2 separate regions of the Capra hircus genome follow, and region 1 is linked to region 2. The links are chromatin contacts, called in public Hi-C maps. All regions are on one chromosome and are shown on one strand. Each heading gives the region's core, a stretch centred on a gene start, on an enhancer-like site or on the middle of the called end of the contact. The rest is flanking DNA. Distances are from core to core; before and after follow the strand shown.

Region 1 (5,919 bases), core at 1,905-4,404, 80 kb before region 2:
GGGGCAGCCAAGGCTCAGGCCCTACCCACTGTCATCTTGGGGGCGACAACACACAGTGGGGCTGAGACCTTCCAAATCACTTGAGAGAACCTAGAAAAGTGGGCTGGTGTGTGTAATTTCCTGTTTCTTAAGTGTTGCCTCTAATTAAAAAAAAAAAAATTCCATGTAGACATCAAACCTAAAATGCCTCTAATGTAAAACATTCTGATATTTAATAAACTACTAGTAGAGAACAAAAGATCTGTCAATTAAACTGTGAAAAGTTGTTGACTGTAAGACATATCTCGATTCCAAAGGTATTACAATGTGAAAAAAGAAACGTGTATCTAAGAATCCATGGAATCATTTGTTCATTCACACAGTCGTGTCCAAATCTTTGAGACCCCATGGACTGCAGTATGCCAGGCTTCCCTGTCCTTCACTGTCCCCTGGAGTCTGCCCAAACTCATGTCCGCTGAGTGGGTGATGCCACCCAACCATCTTGTTCTCCTTCTCCTCCTGCCAGCATCCGGGTCTTTTCGAATGAGTCAGCTCTTCGCATCAGGTGGCCAAAGTATTGGAACTTCAGCTCCAGCATCAGTCCTCCCGTGAATATTCAGGACTGATGCAATACTCTGTAATAAGCTGGACTTGGCCTTTGGCAATTTGCACAGTTTCCAGTCTACACAACTGTACAGAGCCGCTCGTGATGCCACCTTGGGCACTGGCAGTTCACACTTGAGTCACACCTCTGAGTACCCAAGTCCCTTGAGAAGTAATCCCTCTTTGATCTTTATCTGGACCAGCAGTGAGTTGAGGCTGTAAAGAGGAAAATGTGGCCCCATTTGCTCCCGTGGGTCACTAGATCCCTAATGCTGATACCAAGGCCCTCAAGGTGGTGGCTTAGTAGGCCTGGGCAGTGGGAGGGGGCAGGGTGGGGGACTTCATAAGGGAATCTAATTCCTGCCAGGGATGGAAGCTGCTGGAAATCTCCCACCTGGTTTCTTAAAATCTTAAAAACATTTTTAAATTTCTTATAGTGGAGTATAGTTATTAACAATGTTGTGTTAACTTCAGGTGTAGAGTGAAGTCTCACCTGATTTTACGCATGCCCAATGTCACATACCTGGGCAGAGGCTAGAGGCTCAGCCGTCCTCACCCCTGTTCCCAGGGCCCCTTCTCCTGCTGCCCCTCTGCCCCAGGCGTCCCCAGTGCCTCCACAGAGAGTCTTTTGTTTATTTGGGCCACACTGCCCTGCCGCATGCAGGACCCCAGGGCCAGGGATCGAACCAGCGTTGTCTGCAGCAGAAGCACAGAGTCGTATCCACTGGTGCACCGGAGAAGTCTCACTTCCCCAGAGAGTCTTGGCTCCTCCTTTGTTCCATCTTCCCAGAGGCCCCGATTGCTGAGTCTGACCCAGGAAAAACAACTATATTGGACCCACAAAACTTTTCAATTTTATTAGTAAAATATAAAATGGCACAGACATTGGCGATAGGGTTGGAAAAGCAAAATGATCAACCAACTCCTTCCAAAGCCCTCCCCAAATTGTCTTTATCCCTGTCCTTCTCCAGAGGACCTCACAAAGTCTGTGGAAGGGGGACCGTTGTCCCCAGCCGCATTATCACAGGTGGGAGCCCCATCACAGGAGCCCCATCCCTTGAAGGTTCCCCATCAAGAAGAACCCAAAAAGTGCATTCAGATCTGCTGTCCTCCTCTCTGAGGTCAGAGTGCCCCCAACCCGAGCCAGACCCTCACGGGCATCGAGGAGGGCCAGGCAGACAGGGAAAGCTGGCTTCCCTCTCTCTGGACCAGAGCCGCCTGTGCACTCTCTCAGCATCTATCTGCAAAGGAGCATACCATTTGTACATGGAAGAGCCTGGCCCGTGGGAGGCTCCTCTAGTGGAGTGCAAAGAACACTTTCAGAGACCATCAGAGGGAGGTGGGGAGCTGCCACCAGAGACCCTGAAGGGTGGGACTTGCAGGTCCAGCTCTGATGGCGGGGTGCTGGCCAGTCCAGAGAGCCTTCAGCCCCACCCAGTCCTGCCCAAGCCTCCAGTGCCTAAAAGGGAACCTCTGACGTCATGCCCACAACTTCCCCTCCCCTGCCCATCTCTCCCCACAGGACAGAGTCCCTTTCAGAAGTAAACACGGGAACCTCAGGTTTCCATGGTGGACTCTGATCTTATGGAAATTCCTGGCTCTGCCTGTGGTGGGGGCGAAGGGGAGGCAGGAAGAACTCAGAGTGCAGAGGACAGTGTTTTCAAGGAGTGAGAGGTGGAAGAGGAAACCAGGCCACAGAAAAGAAAGAGAAAATGCTGGACTCGGGTCCTTCAGGAAGAAGCGGAGGAAAGGGCATGGCTACTGCCTGCGGCTGCTCCCTGGCTCCTTTCTGGGAGCCTGCAGGCCTCTGCTCCTCCTACAGCCTGTCACTTGTGACCTGGTAGGCTGTCACAAGTTGTGGAGGGGTAGGGTGGGGGCAGGACCTCCTGGTCACAGCATCCATGGATGTGCCTGTCTCATCGATGGTTGAGAGCATCTCTACTGCTGAAGGTTGAGAAGCTGTATCCAGGGTCTGCAGAAAGGGGTCTCTGGATCAACTAGTGATACCTGACAGGGATAGCCGTTATTGCCACATATCTACCATCCCTCTTCCCTTTCACAGATGAGACACCAGGGGGATGAATGTCTTGATGGATGGGTGAGGGCCTGGGACTAAACTCCCAGCCTTCACATTCATAGTCAATGTTCCTTCACAGGTGCGGAGGTGGGGGGTGGGGGTGGAATCCAAGCCAGCAGATTACTTCATCTCTCATTCCCAAAATACCTGCCCAAGGGCAGAACCTTCGCTGGGAGCAGTCCCAGGAAACACCACACTAACTTCATGCAAGAAAAGACAGGTCCCCGCCTGGGGCATGGGGTCTGTACAGGGCCCATGGAAAACTAGCACCGCAGGTGGCCGGGGTGGCTGGCGACCGCAGCGGGACCAAGAGACGCGACGAGGTCTGGGGCAGTGGGCAGGGGAGGCCTGACCAAGGCTCGTTTGCGAAATGGGATGCCCGCGGTAACACAGGGGAAGTGGGTTAAAGGGGCCGGGCATTCAGGAAATACTTGTTCACAGAGGCTGGCATGGTATCTAACGGACCCTCTAACCAGCCAACAGCAGAGGGGCGTTTTTTTGTCTTGGGACATTGGAGTGAGCTGGGGAGGCCACCTGCTCTGTCCACAGTAGGTCATGAATGGTCAAGGGTGGCCTCCAGGCGCTGGGAGCAGACCCACCCAGATGGCCTCTCCTCCTTGCTTCAACCATCCCAGCTTGGGCCAGGCTCTTGGGTGAGGGAAAGTGTGAGGATGGGGGACCCCGGGCCGCTGAGTTGAATGACTGGACGGACGCAGGCAGGAGGGGATCTCACACTGGCACCAGGACATATGAGTTACTGCCACAGCTCCGGGGGACATAGCAGATCCCTTCCACCACATCCCCCACCATCTTGCGGGGGCAGCTCTGCAGTCTCTGGTAGGCAAACATGCCCACCCCCAGGCAGAAGAGGAGACCGAGGAAGGCCAACAGCCCTACGGCCTGCCTTCGCGTGGCCACCTGGGAGTCAGGCACGGACGTCATAAGGATGCCCAGACTCTGGGGGCCTGCGGTGGTGAGAACGGGCTCCTTGGCCTTGGGGAGCTCCTCAGTCTCGGGGGCCCAGCTGCCCGAGGCCAGTGCATCCATGCTGGGGGTCCCTTCAGAGGCTATAGTGACCTCAAAGACTCTGGACACAGTGGCCAACCCCAGGAAGGCCTCTGTGTGAGCTGAAGAGGGACTTGTTTCTTTGGACCCTAGAGAGTTCTTTGATGAGTCCTGTACCTTGATTCCCACAGTTAGGCTTCCAGGCCCACTGCTGTCCTTTAAGACAGCGTGGGAAAGAGTCAGGGCCTGGGTGGAGGGGACCGGGGTGGAGGGGACCAGGGAGGGGAGGGCCTGGGTGGAGGAGACCGGGGTGGAGAGGGTCTGGGTGGGGAGGGTCTTGGTGGGGAGGGTCTGGGTGGAGGGGGCCTGGGTGGAGGGGGCCTGGGTGGAGGGGACCAGGGTGGGGAGGGTCTGGGTGGAGGGGACCGGGGTGGGGAGGGTCTGGGTGGAGGGGGCCTGGGTGGAGGGGACTGGGGTGGGGAGGGTCTGGGTGGAGGGGACCAGGGTGGAGGCGGCCTCAGAGGCTTTCCCCTCAGTCCAGAGGCCTGCCTCAGGTTGGTCGGCAGCAGAACTCTGCCAAGACGTGGTGGTGGTGATGGCAGCCTTGTTGATAAGCTCAGTTTTCTGAGTCCCTCCATCTGGAGCTTTTGAAGTGGAGGAGGACCTGGTCCCCATGGAACCAGCCACTCCTGGAGAAGTCCCCAAGGCACTCTCTGCCCCTAGACCACTGCTTTCGCCTGTGAAGTTCACCTCTGAGGCAGCAGACCAGTACATCTCTCTGGCGCCCAGGGGGGTCCTGGGCTCACCCTCACCGATTTGCCTCTCGAATGTGCCGCTCTTTTGAGTCACAGCAGCCTTCTGGTCTAGTTGCTTCATGGCTTTCTGGACCCATTCCTCCTTTGGGTCAGCACAGAATGATTTACCCTTCACAGTCTTCAGGCTGCAAGGAAGGAAGACAAGGGAGCCAGTGATGCTTAAATGCCACGTGGAGTAGGAGCATCACACAAAATCTCTGCAGGTGAGCCGACCTGGCTGGAAATCAAGTCCCCACCACTTACTAGCTATGAGCTGTGAGCTTCTTAACCAAGGCAGCTCAGCTCACAGAACTTCTGTGCTCTCATTGAGAACTGGAAAGAGTCCTGTCTTCTGCAGGGTGACCAACCATCCCAGAAAAACTGGGACTGAAGGGGTCTTTTGGTGAAAATTTCGGCAAACAAGGACAAGTTGGTCACCCGCTTCTGTGTTATTGTAAAAAAATTTTAAAGATGTAAAGCACCTGGTTCAGAGTGCATGAATGAGAATTCAGTTGCTCAGCCATGTCCAACTCTGTGCGACCCCATGGACTGATATGTACCAGGCTCCTCTGCCCATGGAATTTTCCAGGCAAGCATACTGGAGTGGATTGCCATTTCCTACTCCAGGGGATCTTCCTGATCAGAAAGATAATAAAAATGTAAGTCATAATGTCATGAACGTGAAGATGGGGGCTCTTCGCTGTGAGCTTTCTGATTGGGAGATATCCCAGGTGTTCTCTGCCACGAGGTGTGTGACTGGCAAGCTTGGTGGTGAAAAGACTCAATGTCATAACCTCCTCTTCCTCCTCTCCTTCAGTTGAAAGCTGACCTCTGGACCTCTCTCCTCTCCTAGAGTGTATCCTCAGGCTACAAGGGCCCCTAGGGTGCTACAACTCTCTATACGGTGGCCCTGATGGGACCCTCAAAGTGAAATGTGAGTGAAAGTGTTAGTTGCTCAGTCATGTCTGACTCTTTGTGACCCCATGCACTGTAACCTGCCAGGATCCTCTGTCCATGGAATTCTCCAGGAAAGAATACTGGAGTGGGTCGCCATTCCTTTCTCCAGGGGATCTTCCCAACCCAGGGATCAAACCCAGGTCTCCTGGATTGCAGGCAGATTCTTTACCATCTGAGCCATCAGGGATGCTCAAAGCATACTGGAGTGGGTGGCCATTCCTTTCTTCAGGACCCTGAGTTCCATCCAAATCTTGAGCTTCCTTTGAAGCCTGTGTGTGGCTTAGTACCAAGACCACAGCTCAGAGCTGGCTACTCCACCCCTGCTCCACACCCTGGCCTGTGCTCCCCATCCGAGAAATTTTGTCTCGTTAAACTTTATACCCTTTCTGCAAAATGGCTACTATATACATCCCCATTTTACAGATTAAAAAACTGAGGCTTAGAGGGGTAATATAAATGTGCCTGTCTCCAATATGTTAGGAAGCCAGAGAGGTCCAGAAAGCG
Region 2 (5,541 bases), core at 2,269-4,768:
TCCAGCCATCTCATCCTCTGTTATCCCCTTCTCCTCCCACCTTCATTCTTTCCCAACATCAGGGTCTTTTCCAATGAGTCAGTTCTTCGCATTCGGTGGCCAAAGTATTGGAGTTTCAGCTTCAGCATCAGTCCTTCCAATGAATATTCAGGACTGATTTCCTTTAGGATTGACTGGTTGAATCTCCTTGCTGTCCAGGGGACTCTCAAGAGTCTTCACCAACACCACAGTTCAAAAGCATCAGTTTTTCAGCCCCCAGCTTTCTTTATAGTCCAACTCTCACATCCATACATGACTACTGGAAAAGTCATAGCTTTGACTAAACAGACCTTTGTTGGCAAAGTAGTGTCTCTGTTTTTTAATTAGCTGTTTAGCTTTTCTTTCAAGGAGCAAGTGTCTTTTAATTTCATGGCTGCAGTCACCATCTGCAGTGATTTTGGAGCCCAAAAAATAAAGTCTCTCCCTATTTCCCCATGTATTTGCCATAAAGTGATGGGGCCAGTTGCCATGATCTTAGTTTTCCGAATGTTGAGTTTTAAGCCAAATTTTTCATTCTCCTCTTTCACTTTCATCAAAAAGCTCTTTAGTTCTTCTTCACTTTCTGCCATAAGGATGGTGTCATCTGCATATCTGAGGTTCTTAATATTTCTCCTGGCAATCTTGATTCCAGCTTGTGCTTCCTCCAGCCCAGCGCTTCTCATGATGTACTCTGAATATAAGTTAAATAAGCAGGGTGACAATATACAGCCTTGACGTACTCCTTTCCAAATTTGGAACCAGTCTGTTGTTCCATGTCCAGTTCTAGCTGTTGCTTCCTGGCCTGCATACAGATTTCTCAGAAGGCAGGTCAGGTGATCTGGTATTCCCGTCTCTTTAAGAATTTTCCAGAGTTTGTTGTGGTCCACACAGTCAAAGTCTTTGGCATAGTCAATAAAGGAGAAGTAGATGTTTCTCTGGTATTCTCTTGCTTTTTCTATTCTCCAACGGATGTTGACAATTTGATCTCTGGTTCCTCTGCCTTTTCTAAATCCAGCTTGAACATCTGGAAGTTCACGGTTCACGTACTGTTGAAGCCTGACTTGGGGAATTTTGAGCTCGTGTGAGATGAATGCAACTGTGTGGTAGTTTGAGCATTCTTTTGCATTGCCTTTCTTCAGGATTGGAATGAAAACTGATCTTTTCCAGTCCTGTGGCCACTGCTGTTTGATCTCTGGTTCTCTGGTTCCTGAGAGAGAAAACCAGATATCAAATTGCCACCGTCCATCTGTCCGTTTGTCCATTCATCCACTCCTGCAGAACTTATGCCTTCAGTTCCTGCTATGTGACAGGTACTGTACTACTGCTAGGACCACCTGGTGAACAAGATGGCCAAAGTTTCTACTTTGATAAGAGCTCAGAGCCTAGTGAGAGAGAAGCATGATCATCAAATAAGCCAGCAAATAAGCACGGTGACTTTGCATCTGTCAGAAGGAGGCCAGGCTGAAAGTGAATGCGAGGTCTGGGGGCCATTTTAACCCAGATACTGACAGGAATGATGAAAGGAGCCAACCCTGCATGAGCTGGGGGAAGATGGCCCCACACGGAGGAAACAGGAAGTGCAAAGGCCTGAGGGGGAACAGAAAGATGGGTGCAGGGAGCTGGAGGTGGAGATGAGGTGGAAGAGGTGAGCAAGGCTGGATCAAAGAGGGCAGACAGGATACTGTGGTTGTTGGGATGGCCCCGTAGATACTACTTCAGCACCGTCAGTTTGATAGGTGGGAACTTGCTCCACCACGTTTACCAGATGCGTGCAATAAATGGTACACTGGGGACCAATGGAAATGACCAATGGTAGGTGACGGTCTGAGACAGCACCGCCAAGCTGGGAACTGGGGAGATGACCTCAAGACCATGCAGGATCTCACCTCAGTAATGCAGGCACTCCTGCAACAGATTCAAGATAAATTTCAGACCGTATCTGATCAGATCATTGGAATAACTGATGACATCATCGTGAGGGCCTTCCCTCGTGAAGTGGTTAAGACTTCACCTTCCAATGCGGGAGGTGTGGGTTTGATCCCCTAATTGGGACGCTGGGATCCCCACATGCCTCGTGGCCAAAAAAAAACAGAACTTAAAACAGAAGATGAGATGGTTGGATGGGATCACCAATTCAGTGGACATGAATTTGAGCAAACTCTGGGAGATGGTGAAGGACACGGAAACCTGGTGGGCTGCAGTCCATGGGGTTGCAAAGAACTGGACACGACTGAGCAGCTGAACTGACTGAAAACAGAAGCGATGTTGTAACAAACTCAATAAAGACTTTTTAAATGGTCCACATTTTTTTAAATCTGAAAAAGAAAAATTGATGACATGGGCAATCGTATTGATGACCTGGAGAAAAATACCGCATTCAGACCATGTCCAGTTGGATCACTGGAAGAACTGATGACCTGAGAAGTCACATTGGTGACCTGGACAGAAGCACCACAGACCTCATGACACGGGCTGGGGTGGAAGAGCTGGATGGTGAAAACAAGATCCCTGCCCCACAGAAGAGCTGAAGTTTGTCCATCCGAACCAGACTCAGCAGCATCCTTTTCACGAGCCAAGAGAAGACGGAAGATGGGTGGCTTTTTGCAACTAATGCGCACTAATGTGTACTAATGTGTAGACAGGTTTTCTATTATCAAGCAGGCCCTCCTCTTACCTGGTACTACAGAGTTAGTTTATAGAGTGATTTCCCTCCCCTACCTTCCATGTTTCCCGAACATGGTAACTTCATATCTCAGCCCTTGGTCAGTTGTGCTATTAAACACTAAAACTTTGGCAGTTTTGGAGCGCGGCAGAAGTGGTACATTAGTTTATTTTTCTGGGTTAACACTTAAAGCATTTATTCTATTCCATGAACCCTAAATGTCCAACACGTATTAACCCTTCCGTCTATGCAAACCTTTGAGGCAGATACTATTCCTAAATCTATTTTGCAGATTGGAAAACTGAGGAACAGAGAGGCTAACTAACTCTCCCGTGTCATAGAGCTAGCAGAAGCAGGATTTGAACTCAGGCGGTTCCAGAATCCACGTGCTGACACATTCAGTCACGCTCCTTCGAGTTAAAATTGGCTATGCAACCACACGCGCACTGCAACCCTTGCTTATTAGAGTGTTATGCCATGGAGTCTCCCCACTCCTGGGGTTCTCTTTCTAGGGAGACTGAAGGCTTTGGGGACATGATAAGCAGTCTACAGAACTTGGAAGTGAGTTCCTGGTCCTTGGTGCATTCTGGTCACCACAGTCCACATGATTCATTCAAATTCCAGGAACTGGGTTGCCCAACTCTCCACACCAAGGGAGAACCTGGGGTCTTTGGCTCTGGCTCCAGAGAGACTGAGCAGTTCCTATCCCACCCCATCAGAGATCCACACCTGCTTCATCAACTGCACTCCTGATCTCCCAGCTAAGTGGGCCAAGATGCCCAAACCAGGCTTGGCAGGGATTCACTACTGGCGCTGAATCTTGGCCAAAGAAACCAGAGCCTGAAGCAAAAAACTTGGCCTTGCCAATTGGACTGGCTTGCTGGGAAACGCTTACCCTTTCTTTTAAGTCTCCTCTATAATGAAAACAGGACTAAAAATAATGTCTCCAAGTTCAGCCTGCCACCTTAGTTGGCAAGCCCCCATGGCTTTCTTTCTGTCTTTGTTTCTAAAAAGAAACAATGTAAATAAAGCACTTATCACAGATGTGACCTAAATTAAATCCCTTACAATTATATGGTGAAAGTAACAAATGGATTCCAGGGATTAGATATGGTAGACAGAGGGCCTTAAGAACTATGGACGGAGGTTCATAACATTGTACAGGAGGTGGTGATCAAAACCATCCTCAAAAAACAGAAGTGCAAAAAGGCAGAATGGTTGTCTGAGGAGGTCTTACAAATAGCTGAGAAGAGAAGCAAAAGGCAAAGGAGAAAAGGAAAGATATACCCATCTGAATTCAGAGTTCCAAAAAAATAGCAAGGAGAGATTAAGCCTTCCTAAGTGATCGATGCAAAGAAACAGAGGAAAACAACAATAGAATGGGAAAGACTAGAGATCTCTTCAAGAAAATTAGAGATACCAAGAGAACATTTAATGCAAAGATGGGCACCATAAAGGACAGAAACGTTATGAATCTAACAGGAGCAGAAGAGATTAAGAAGAGGTGGCAAGAATACACAGAAGAACTATACAAAAAAGATCTTCATGACCCAGATAACCATAATGGTGTGATCACTCACCTAGAGCCAGACATCCGGGAGTCCAAAGTCAAGTAGGCCTTAGGAAGCATCACTATGAACAAAGCTAGTGGAGGTAATAAAATTCCAGCCGAGCTATTTCAAATCCTAAAAGATGATGCTGTGAAAATGCTGCACTCAATATGCCAGAAAATTTGGAAAACTCAGCAGTGGCCATAGGACTGGAAAAGGTCAGTTTGCATTTCAATCCCAAAGAAATGCAATGCCAAAGAATGTTCAAACTACCACACAATTGCACTCATCTCACACACTAGCAAAGTAAAGCTCAAAATTCCCTAAGTGGGGCTTCAACAGTATGTGAACCATGAACTTCTAGATGTTCAAGCTGGACTTAGAGAAGACAGAGGAACCAGAGATCAAATTGCCAACATCCGTTGGAGAATAGAAAAAGCAAGAGAATACCAGAGAAATATCTACTTCTGCTTTATTGACTATGCCAAAGCCTTTGACTGTGTGGATCACAGCAAACTGTGGAAAATCCTTAAAGAGATGGGAATACCAGACCACCTGACCTGTCTCCTGAGAAATCTGTATGCAGGTCAATAGGCAAAAGTTAAAATTGGACATGAAAAAAAAAAAAAAAAGAAGAAGAAGAAAAAAATCGGACATGAAACAACGGACTGGTTCCAAATTGGAAAAAGAGTACGTCAAGGCTATATATTGTTACCCTGCTTATTTAACTTCTATGTACAGTTTATCATGCAAAATGCTGGCTGAATGAAGCACAGATGGAATCAAGATTGCCGGGAGAAATATCAATAACCTCAGATATGCAGATGACACCACCCTTATGGCAGAAAACGAAGAGGAACTAAGAGCCTCTTGATGAAAGTGAAAGAGGAGAATGAAAACGCTGGCTTAAAGCTCAACATTCAAAAAACGAAAATCATGGCATCCAGGCCCATCACTTCATGGCAAATACATGGGGTAACAATGGAAACAGTGAGAGACTTTATTTTGGGGGGCTCCAAAATCACTGCAGATGGTGACTGCAGCCATGAATTTAAAAGACACTTGCTCCTTGGAAGAAAAGCTATAACAAACCTAAACAGCATATTAAAAAGCAGGTATTACTTTGCCAACAAAGGTCTAGTCAAAGCTATTGTTTTTCCAGTAGTCATGTATGGATGTGAGATTTGAACTGTAAAGAAAGCTGACTGCTGAAGAACTGATGTTTTCAAACTGTGGTGTTGGAGAAGACTCTTGAAAGTCTCTTGGACTGCAAAGAGATCCAACCAGTCAATCCTAAAGGAAATCAACCAG

Evidence for each region. Hi-C and Micro-C count contacts between places; a contact is called where the count stands out from the background.
Region 1: a contact with region 2 is called in a Hi-C map of blood, with 2.0 times the contacts expected there. The contact joins two enhancer-like sites. A contact is called at or near these places in 3 of 5 Hi-C or Micro-C datasets (all in blood).

What each region holds. Positions count from the first base shown.
Region 1 is chr18:26,747,741-26,753,659 of ARS1.2, reverse strand. It overlaps CX3CL1 (fractalkine), which reads right to left. Exons shown (of 3, transcript XM_018063153.1): 3 at 1,414-4,604. The coding sequence ends at 3,389. Among named protein-coding and RNA genes, the nearest start is that of CX3CL1, 11 kb to the right of the region's middle. Within about 2 kb of position 3,154, at least 2 of the 5 cell types and tissues checked have an H3K27ac peak or open chromatin away from gene starts, as enhancers often do.
Region 2 is chr18:26,668,813-26,674,353 of ARS1.2, reverse strand. No RefSeq gene overlaps it. Among named protein-coding and RNA genes, the nearest start is that of TRNAL-CAG, 6.1 kb to the right of the region's middle. Within about 2 kb of position 3,518, at least 1 of the 5 cell types and tissues checked has an H3K27ac peak or open chromatin away from gene starts, as enhancers often do.